Linked DNA regions of Mus musculus: region 1 is linked to region 2. Evidence: chromatin contacts called from public Hi-C data. All regions are on one chromosome and are shown on one strand. The core of a region is the stretch at or near the end of the contact, and the rest is flanking DNA. Distances in the headings are between cores, read along the strand shown.

Region 1 (5,804 bases), core at 998-3,497, 120 kb before region 2:
CTGGAAATCAGTCTGGCGGTTCCTCAGAAAATTGGACATAGTACTACCGGAGGATCCAGCAATACCTCTCCTGGGCATATATCCAGAAGAAGCCCCAACTGGTAAGAAGGACACATGCTCCACTATGTTCATAGCAGCCTTATTTATAATAGCCAGAAACTGGAAAGAACCCAGATGCCCCTCAACAGAGGAATGGATACAGAAAATGTGGTACATCTACACAATGGAGTACTACTCAGCTATTAAAAAGAATGAATTTATGAAATTCCTAGCCAAATGGATGGACCTGGAGAGCATCATCCTGAGTGAGGTAACACAATCACAAAGGAACTCACACAATATGTACTCACTGATAAGTGGATACTAGCCCAAAACCTAGGATACCCACGATATAAGATACAATTTCCTAAACACATGAAACTCAAGAAAAATGAAGACTGAAGTGTGGACACTATGCCCCTCCTTAGAAGTGGGAACAAAACACCCATGGAAGGAGTTACAGAAACAAAGTTTGGAGCTGAGATGAAAGGATGGACCATGTAGAGACTGCCATATCCAGGGATCCACCCCATAATCAGCATCCAAACGCTGACACCATTGCATATACTAGCAAGATTTTATCGAAAGGACCCAGATGTAGCTGTCTCTTGTGAGACTATGCCGGGGCCTAGCAAACACAGAAGTGGATGCTCACAGTCAGCTAATGGATGGATCACAGGGCTCCCAATGGAGGAGCTAGAGAAAGTACCCAAGGAACTAAAGGGATCTTCAACCCTATAGGTGGAACAACATTATGAACTAACCAGTACCCCTGAGCTCTTGACTCTAGCTGCATATGTATCAAAAGATGGCCTAGTCGGCCATCACTGGAAAGAGAGGCCCATTGGACACGCAGACTTTGTGTGCCCCGGTACAGGGGAACGCCAGGGCCAAAGGGGGGGAGTGGGTGGGTAGGGGAGTGGGGGTGGGTGGGTAAGGGGGACTTTTGGCATAGCATTGGAAATGTAAATGAGCTAAATACCTAATAAAAAAAATGAAAAAAAAAAAAAAAATAAAAGCACAACATGAATCTGAAAAAAAAAAAAAAAAAAAAGAATTTAAACCTTAGCCAGATTATCCAGAATGGTTTGCTAACTGTCCCCATGGGGATGAGAATGTGGGAGGCTGGGCTGAAGCCATAGTCACTGAGACCTAGAAACAGGGATGCTTTTTTTCCCTCTCCTTTCTTTCATTCCCCTTCCTGTCCTGCCCCCATAATCCCTCATACATACTGGAATCTTGCACAGACACACCCAGGAAATATGCTCAACTGCACTTGGTTTTGTGGACCCTTTGTCACTTACTTCCATAGAAGGGATGTACCCAGTGCATGTCCAAAGAGTCCAGCACTGATGTTCTGAGCGAACAATCTTGGCCCTTAGCTAGATCATAAGACTTCCTTGTATGTGCTGTGAGATGTCAGGTATGGACACTTTAAAATGTTGTACGATGCTACTTTTTAGTTGTCTCCCATAGCCTCATTTCTTTAATTTCTAATTAATTTGCCTGTCAGGAAAGTCTGAGCCAAGGTCACGAAGGTTTTCCCTTACCAGGTTGTGACTCTCAGTTTCCTAAGTCTGCATTTACAAAGCATCATCAAGTGGTTTAAGTGATAAAAAATGCATTCCTTTCTGTCCTAAAAGACAAAAGTGCAAACTGAAAGTGCGGGCCAACCTATGCTCCCTCTGAAGGCTGGGAAAATGGCCATCATTGCTTCTTCCAAACTTCTGGGGGATCCGGCACTTATTTTCATCCCCTGATTTGAAAAGCTGTCATGCCAATCTTAGCCTCAATTGTCACAAGATTTCCTTCTCTGTGAGTCTATGACCAAATCGGCTTCTTCCCTTATATGCTAGCCATTGGCTATACAATCTATCTTAAATCCATGATCATCCCATCTTAACATAGTTCCTTTTGCAAACACTGTTTTCAAATCAACTAGCATGATGAGGTAGCAGATAGGCCTGAATTCTAGTCAACCCATTACCGTGTCCCACTTTTAACAATGTGAGTCCTGTGATGCAGAGCTAGAGATGTTTCCTTTACTGGCCATCTGGGCACAGGCCACCCCTTGGCTTCCTCCCAGGGCACACAGCATTGGAAAAAGGAAACATGTTTCTGACTCCTTCACCATCCTGTGGCCCAGCAGCAGCTGCATGCAGCTTCTTGTCAATGTCAAAATAAACTTGACACAGAAATTCAGAGTCACAGCCTTTGGGATACGCTGAACTGGTCTGATTATCCCTGCTGTTTCCCCACAGACAGAGTGGCATGGGTGAGAGGGAGGGGCAAAGAGAGACAGGGCCAGGAGACAGATGAAAATGATGAGCACCAGCAGGATTAGCTATTTTCTGATCTCCATTAGCAGGAAGACAGGACTATCCAGGATAGGCATGTTCAGCAGACAGCCAGGAGAAAGCTTCCATGCCTGTGTCTGATGGTGTGTGTGTGGATGTAGGCTTTCCAATCCTCACAGGCTGAACTGAGAAAACAAAGACATACCCTGGAAATATTTCCAGGTCAAGTGTTTTTCTTCTTTTGGGGTCCTTGTTGAGAATGATCCAAGACAAAAAAAAAAAAAAAAAAAAAAAAGAGCTGGGCATGGTGCCACATGCCTTTAATCCCAGCACTCGGGAGGCAGAGGCAGGCCGATTTCTGAGTTCGAGGCCAGCCTGGTCTACAAAAGTGAGTTCCAGGACAGCCAGGGATACACAGAGAAACCCTGTCTCGAAAAAAAAAAAAAAATCCAAGAATACTCTCAAAGGAAGAAAAAAAAATGGCCCCGAGAAGCAGAAAGAATCAGAATCCTATAGACGAAAGGGAGCTTCCAGCTTTAGCTTCAAACCTCAACTAAAGTTGAGGATCCACCCACCTATAGAATAGAATTAATAATGCTTTCCTCTGCCCACATCCCAGCATTATTCCCAGGCAGGAGACCTGTGTGTGTGTGTCTTTGGCTCTTCAGCTCAGCAGTCCATCACTTGCTTCTTCATGATGAGCTCTGCACTTTAGAGGATGCCTGTCTCTTGATCCATCCTTGACTCCTCCCCATCCCCTGCACCTACTGTGTGCATCTGCCTGTCTATCTTCCTTTAAGCCTGGGCAGGAGCACAGGGCAGGGAACCTTTGGAGAGTTCTGAAATAGGGCAACCCTGATACGGTAGCACGGATTGCTCTGGCTCTATGGTCAAAGAACGGGGCTGCTTGTGGAGTATCTGGCTGAGTGAGGACAGCCTACATGAGTTACTTGCAGGTGGAGAGTCTCCGGAGTGAACTCAGCTCCGTGGTGTGATATTCAAAGCTTCAGCAAGATGCTGCAGAAGCTGGTTATAAATATCCTTAACTACCAAATGGTCTAGAAATTTTTAATAAAAATATTATTCAATAATAATACTACTCCAGCCAGCAAGGGAATGTTGTAACGGTTTCCATTTTCCTCTAGATACTCATCTAGCTTCTGTTTTTCAAATGAATTTGGATGTTAAATCCTTTTGCTGCCCTGACCAATTTATTCTGCAAATTAACTATATATGACAGAACTTAAAGTCCGTTGCCACTTAGCTCTGCTTCGCTGAAATTTATGCTGCTTCTCTGCCTGCTGGAGCCATAAGCTCAAATACACTGTGCCTCTCGCTGGCGATTTGGGATTCTGCACAGTCCTCTCACCTCTTGGTCCTCGTCTCTTGAGTTCTAAAAAGTGCTGAGTGGACCACGCTTCTTTCACCTCTCGGTGACCTGTACCCTCTGTTCTCAGGTCCCCTGGTCTCTGTGGCTGCCTCTCTCGACCCCAATGAAGTTCTCATTATGAGATACGGCTTTACTCAGGGCTCTAAGCCAAACCAGTAGAGAGACTCAAGAGCTTCCAGACTGGTTTTCAGAACCATGTGTCAATGGTGGAAGCAGCCCAGTGGTATGAAACAAGAGGGCTAATGGTTAGGACTGCCTGAATGTTGAGACAGCAGATGAATATGAGAGCATATTTAAGAGAATACGTTGATGAAGATGATGGAGGGTAGGACATGTTGCCATGAAAACCCTACACTGGAAGTTGGCTCACCTTTTGATGGACCAAGTGTGGAGTCACATTCATCCTGGGAGAGGCAGTTAAAATTGCAAGATACTGGGAAATGTGCTCACATGAACAACATCTGAAGGAGATGAGCTTAGCATGAATGCAGTGGGGCCTAGCAGCTCGCTGGTGGGTTGTCTAGATATGTTTAGATATCTAGTGGGTTATTGCCTAGAAAAAAGCGATCACACGTTTTCTGCATATTTTCAGAGAGCAGAGTTCAGACCAAAGGCAGGAAATAAGAGGGAGATGAGTTTATGGTGCTTCGGATTGCACTGAGTAACTGCTTGGTGCCAGAAATGGTTCTCAGTGTTCGTGGAGGAAAATGCCAGATGGTTAAGGAAATAAAGCTCATTTGACAATGAACCTTGATACAATATCTAGAGAGGAACCTGAAAGTGATGCTAGGGCTTGTGTTAGAATAACACGAGATCCTTTGGTATACACACAGAGAAGCACTGAACCTATTCCACTGGGGGAAGGTAGGCTAAAGGAAGACACAAAATTACTTTAAGAGTGACTTAATATTTTCAACTTTTACAAAGTAGGCTAGACAGCCTTGGAGATTGCAAACTCTTAACCGGAAGTATTGTTCATGTAGAAGCTGGGGAGCCACTTCTTAGGGGTATCAGCACACGGTAGGCATTTCAGAATGAGTTCTATGTGTCCCTTAAAGCTAAATTTGAGCTCACGATTGGCAAATTAGTTGGGTATTTGCATTTCATCAGGAACCCTTTGGGTACTGACTGAAGCAGGCTCCAAGTAACGTGTTGAGATTCACCACTCTGGACAAGAGTTATAATTTATTAAATATTGCCAGAATACCTTATAAAGTTCTTATAAACATTTTTCTAACAAATACAGTTAAATTGTGGGATAGGTATTTTAGGATTTCAGCAAGTTGTTGTTTGATGAAAATAAACAATTCCACTGTTTGTGGAGATGTTTTTTTTTAAGTATTTATGCAGAGTTCCAGAACGTACAATAGGACAAGTTTCAAAGCCACTGATTTCAGCTCTGATGACCTTGGCCTGAATTGTTCCTGAAGTAACCAAAGGATCCCCCCAACCAGGAGGCTGTGCTAGATCTGCACAGTTACTGCTGTCAGAAGAAGCAGATTGTATCATAAACCATAGCTAATTTGCTTCCTGGATTTTACAAGACAAAAATGCTGTGTCTTCTGTCCTAATTAGCGACCAATTGAGTCAAAAGCATTCTTGATCAGAGAAGAAATCCTCTCAATTACTTAAGTTCATTTTCTTATGAAGAAAGGACTCTGAAGAGTATGTGCCTGCAATCCACCCACTGAGAGGCTGAGGCTGAGGCAGGAGGATATCAGGTTCAAGTCCAGCCTGGGTAACATATGGAATTTGATGACAGTCTGGGGTCCACAGTGACATCTTGTCAAACAGATGGAGAAGGAGAGAGGGAAAAAAAAAAGAAGGAAAAGGTCTGATGGAGGAATGAGAAAAGGCAGCACTCCTATACACAGCCTTCCAGTGAGATGAACATAGATAATATAAGGAGGGGCAGATAAAGGTACATATTCTCCTCCCAACACAGCTCCAGTGTGAGTACATACCAACAGAGTGCACTATTGATTTCTCACTCAAATGTTGGAATAAAAATTTTATCATTAGATCCAACAAGATGGTACAGTAATTTTTGTGCTAGTTCTTAGAATTCTTATAACAAT
Region 2 (5,575 bases), core at 1,997-4,496:
TCTCTCAGCAGCTCTCTCCCCATCTCATGAGTTATCACTCTGTCTTTATCCTTCAGCACTGAAACCCAGTGATATTTTATATTTCTCTATTGGAGAATCTCCTTGGTGTTGTCCTCTGCAGCCGAGATGCCAGAATAAGTAATCAGACTATTATTTACCAGGAATCTCCAAAAGCATGAATTTAATCTAATTGTGGTATCCTGAAAGATGTATCTAGAGGCCCTTGAGTACACTTTTAATTTAACAAAAACCATTATTATGGCCTTTCTTAATAACTCTGAAGTATCTAAATAAATTTGGATGTCTCTTTTCTTCTCCGATATTCTCATGTAAATCAATCTCTCTTGCTTCTTCCACGCTCATTTGCTGTTTTCATTTCTCATCGGTGAACATTTTCAATTTGTCTTTGCTGTTCCAGCAAACAAATATCAAATGCAACCTCCAACAGGCTCAGGCTATGTCAAGAAGCCACGGTGATGGGAGGGCAAAAAATTACCTGGGAAAGTCCCATAGGGAAGACAGAAGACACAGAGACCATAGCACTGGTTTCGATGCTTCAGCCCTGGGTACTATCCCTGGCAATTGAATGATATAGAGCATCCTGACCAAGAGTGCTTGATTTTGTTGCCAGCATCAAAGATCAAGGATGTATCTTCAAACATCTTATGTTGTTTGAATGACCCATTAAAAATCCATTATCCATGGCTTTCCTTAAGTATTTGTGAAACTAATTTTACTTTCAGTGAAAATGTTCTTTTATGCAATGAATTCTACTATTTTATAATCTTCCACTTGGACCCCTTCAACTGTGCAAGTTGGAGTAGCTGGCTTTACCATGTAGATCAGTACACGAATATCTCAAACAGCTTGCTCTCTACTGGGCATTTCTGGCAGGACTGGGGTACCAGAATTATTGTAATATATTTATTTAATAGACTTTAGACATAGGCTTTCTAATTCTCAGCCATTCTCTTCTATCTGTCTGCTTTTACCCATTGTGCTAGCTTTTACCAATTTTAGCTTTTTCTCCTGGCCATGTGCAAAAGACTTTTAAACTAAATCAAACTACTTATCTACCATTCCTGTAAACCCATGCTCCTCATGTCTCTACTTATTAAATAGAACAATTAGAAAACCTGGCTTTGCCAGACAATGGTGGCACACGCCTTTAATCTCAGCACTTGGGAGGCAGAGGCAGGCGGATTTCTGAGTTGGAGGCCAGCCTGGTCTACAGAGTGAGTTCCAGGACAGCCAGGGCTACACAGAGAAACCCTGTCTTGAAAAAAGGAAAAAAAACAACAACAACAAAAAACAAACAAACAAACCACCTGGCTTCTCTATGAAACTCTATTACAGTTCGTCAACCTTATCTAAGCCACCACTTAGCTCTGCTCTCATTGACCTTTGATCAAAATCTTTCTCCTGGTAGGTCTTAGAACTATTTGTAATTGTTTATTACATGCCCATTTTCCTATGTGGACTATTACTTATCCCAGAATAGAAACTCCACCTTGTTTTTAGGCATAGCAACCACACATGTTCTTCACCTAAAGAGTAATGGGACGAGCACTTACTAAAAGCATAAATGAATTGAAGAGTAGATAATAGAACATAAGGGCGAGAGCCACTCTTTAAACAAAATGGCTCATTCCTATACACACACACACACACACACACTGTACAATCATACAAATACTACCTATTTATATGCATTCACTGTCTATATAATCATGCAGACACTACATATTCTACATACACCCACACACACTATACAATCATACAGACACTATATATTTACATACATTCACATACACTGTACATCATACAGATGCTACATATTCACCTACACCCATACTCTCACATACTCACACACATTCATACACTGCACAGTCATACAGATAGTATATATTTACATATACGCAAACATAATTACAAGCTCTCTCTGTCTCTCTGTCCCTGTCTCTGTCTCTCTCTCTCTGTCTCTCTCTCTCTCTCTCTCTCTCTCTCACACACACACACACACACACACACACACACACACACACACACACACACAGAGGACTATATGAGCTAGAGCAGGCAGCAGCTGCCTAGAGTTTCAGATGTAACTCACCTTCCTCACACAGAAACATCCACTTGTAACTTTTTGTATGAATGTCCTTGATTAATTTTCTTTTTTCTCTGGAAATCACAAATGCTTTTTTGCCACTTTTCCCTTGCTTATCAACCTTAATTTCTCACAAATGACTTCAACCATTAGTGGACACGGATTTGGGTTTTCTGCCTAGAAGAAACTTACTGCAGGCTTAATATATGCCATATCAGAATGTTAAGAGGAAAGCATAAGCACTCCTTATGTGGGCTGTTCACCTTCACCTTCTAGAACATTAAATGAAAATTCCAGGAAAATCAGACTCACCATTGATTTTCCCATAACGCTCTAATATGTATCATCATTTAGAAATCTGTCAGGCAGTTTTCAGTTCAAATGATAGTCTCAACATTCAAACCAATTTTGATTAATTTGGGGAAAATCATCTAAAGAAACATTACATTAGTTTGGTACCCTGACTTAAATCACAATGTATGGCATCTTCTACTTTTCACTTACGTTTTTATTTCAGGAGGAAAACTGCATCCATTTGTCTGGCGTCATATTATAAATATATATTCAAGCTTCTTATCACTCCTGCTCCTGTGTCCTCAAGATACTCACTCCTCTCCATCCTGCTAATAGTTGTTCTATAATTTTATTATTGTCCACAATGAGACCTCATAGACAGTGATGATCAGAGAATAATGGAAGTTAGAGATGGAGATGACAGATTAGGTGTCTTTGTCTGTTTCCTGGGGCTAATGTTCTCCTCAGTCTGCAGCTCAGTGCTTTAGTCTATTTTGTTCCTAAGGACAGCAGTGCTGGCACATCTACCATTTCCCCCTGAGGCTCTTGTCTGCATCCTAAGACTGTCTCTACATCCAGCCATAGGGAATAACAAAGGCTTTACAATTACCAAGTGAAGTCAGGCCCATCCTCACACGATATGTCTACAAGGCTAGGGATATGGAAGCTTGAGTGATTAACCACCAAATCCAATCACAGGCAGAGGGGCCAGGCTGGATCATTTAGAGCAAACGTGAAATGATATCAAGTAGTTGTTTTCTTCAGCGGCAAGATTGCAGGCTGTGAGATAGAGAGGTGGTTATCCATCACCTTTTACAACATTTAACTCAGTAAGAGTCACGGTCAGCTAAGAGTCTCAGTCATCACATAAGCCAAAAGGCTGGCTTCACAGCAACTGTGCAAACAATTCAGTGGGAATGACAGTCAGGGGAAAACTCAGAATTTAACCAGTGAATGCTATTCTATATTCATATGATACCTAATTTGACAACATCTATTAGCCAATCCTCTACTCTCTTCTCTAAGCACTTTGCTTTCTACTTTGTGGGTTGCCTAACTGATAAAAGCTCGCATTCCATACACGCCAAGGCACTCTTCATTCTCACTAACACAAAAAACTCCTGGCATTTGAACTTCCCTAACTTTTCTGACCCGTGATCCAGATTTCCTTTTCCTGACTTCATTTACTCTTGTCCTTATCCCTCAACTTCAACTGGGTTCCAGAACATTTGCCCTCTTCCACAGCGATGGACATCTATCACACCTTGACTAGTCATCGGCTGGCTAAGTCATCAGAGTTGAGTTCTTCTCACCCCTTATCATAAATCACTCTCTTGGGCTCCTCAATCATTTTTATTGCTCTTCTCCAAACTCTCACCCATTTGTCACCATATTTATTGCTTTGAGAGTCCAGAGCTGCACTCAATATTCGAGGTTTGGTCTCATCAGGATCACGTACAGGGGGCTGATTATTGACACAAGAGTGAGTTTCTAAGGTAATGTCAGAAATGACATTGTTTTGTTTTGTTTGTTTGTTTGTTTGTTTTTTCACATTGTCAGGCTGCCAACACTGATCTACTTTGTAGTCTAATCAATCACTCACCCACATGCCTTTGCTTTGATTTCCTTCTGACTCTCCCTAACCCATTGATTGCTATTATTAGTTAGCAGTTATTGAATCTTCTCTCCATTTGCTTAATGCAGAAAGCAAGCTCTCAGAATTCAAACCAAGACCCTAAAAACTGCTTTTAAAAATCATCACAATACAATACATATAGTAGTGATGACTCCCTACTGATATACTTTACTTAATTTCATTCAATAATAAAGTTAAAATCTACTAACATGGCAAATTTATTTTCTGTGTTTTATTATAATACAAACGCTCAAAAATGTAAAAAAAAAAAAAAGGAATTGATAAAGTAGCTACTTTTCTGAAGTCACATGTAGTTGTGGTCAAATAAAAGACATACAAAGAAATGGTAACTGGGCAACAGGCACAAATGCTCTTCCTCAGTGCCAAGCACTTCCTGGGTCTTGTATGTTACCCCTGCTGACAGTGCTGCTGGGAATTTTTTTTTTTTGACTCGTGTCAGTCACTCGTCAGTCATTTGAAGGACTCATCAAGCTCCAAGAGCTACTGCAGAGTCTATGTGGCTTCACGTGTGTCAGGCAGCTAAGTTCTGCCTGACAAATTCTCACGGCTGGAGGATGGAGGATGAAGGATGGAGGTGGAGTAGAAAAGAAGAGAAAGGCAGCTTCATTTTCAGATCCCAGCTGGAGGCTCCAGGGCCACGAGTCAGACACATCGTTTCCTGACTCGAAAATGGAGGAGAAGGTGGCATGGACGTCATTGGCAATGGCATGACTATGGAAAGGCAGGATGTCACTTTTACTAAGGACTGTTCAGAGTACAACCACCCATTTGCTCTGCTTCTTTTTGCACAGTTGCTTCCACTATGTCTGTGTGAGAAAGCAGTGATATGGGAAACTGCCAATTTATCTCACTTACCCCTGGTTGGTCCCCCATTCATTCCGAATGCAAAGGTGCTTGTGGACAGGATCCTTCATGTAGCCTTCATAGCACAGGCATTCCCCTTAGGATCAGGGTAGGAGGAAGAGAGAAACACAAGTAGATCAACCGCCATGTCAGTGATTAAGTTAATATGAAATGGCCAAATTAAACCCAGACTTCAATAATAGCATAAATGATACACATAATCCCATTGTATCCCAATGCCCCTCTCCACTACCCTCATGAATGAATTGCCCCATTTTCCAATGCATGATGATTTTATACATTGAGGTATCTCCTTACATCTGCAAAGGACATAGAGTATGTGCTCTGTAAGCACAAAGACCAGAAAGTCTTTGAGGACGGAAACACTTTATGTTCATTTTCTCAATTCTAAGGTACTGTAGGGCAATGAACAAGTGATAATAAATGTTTAAAGCTGCATTTAGGAACTATTTGAAGTTCTTCTAAGAATCTGAAACTTAGGTATTGTTACAATATTATGCTGATACAAAAAAATAAAGGTTGAATAAGATATGAGTCTTGTCAGCCTCTCAAAAATGACATACTTAATACTTGAACCTACGACTATATGACTTGAGACACTATCACCATGCCACAATTATTCCACAGAACAGCCTTGGCAATTCAAGGAGGTT

What was found. Hi-C and Micro-C count contacts between places; a contact is called where the count stands out from the background.
Region 1: a contact with region 2 is called in a Hi-C map of the N1E-115 cell line, with 3 times the contacts expected there. The contact joins two enhancer-like sites. A contact is called at or near these places in 3 of 484 Hi-C or Micro-C datasets (the N1E-115 cell line, cortical neurons and neural progenitor cells).

The regions. Positions count from the first base shown.
Region 1 is chr1:158,637,829-158,643,632 of GRCm38.p6, reverse strand. The region is part of intron 16 of Astn1 (astrotactin 1); the gene reads right to left. Among named protein-coding and RNA genes, the nearest start is that of Gm37679, 86 kb to the right of the region's middle. Within about 2 kb of position 2,247, at least 2 of the 459 cell types and tissues checked have an H3K27ac peak or open chromatin away from gene starts, as enhancers often do. A contact at or near this core is called in the N1E-115 cell line, where this site is marked.
Region 2 is chr1:158,519,867-158,525,441 of GRCm38.p6, reverse strand. Astn1 (astrotactin 1) reads right to left here. Exons shown (of 23, transcript NM_007495.4): 8 at 4,914-4,998. All of the region lies in intron 1 of Gm37679 (a long non-coding RNA gene), which reads left to right. Among named protein-coding and RNA genes, the nearest start is that of Mir488, 17 kb to the right of the region's middle. Within about 2 kb of position 3,246, at least 6 of the 459 cell types and tissues checked have an H3K27ac peak or open chromatin away from gene starts, as enhancers often do. A contact at or near this core is called in the N1E-115 cell line, where this site is marked.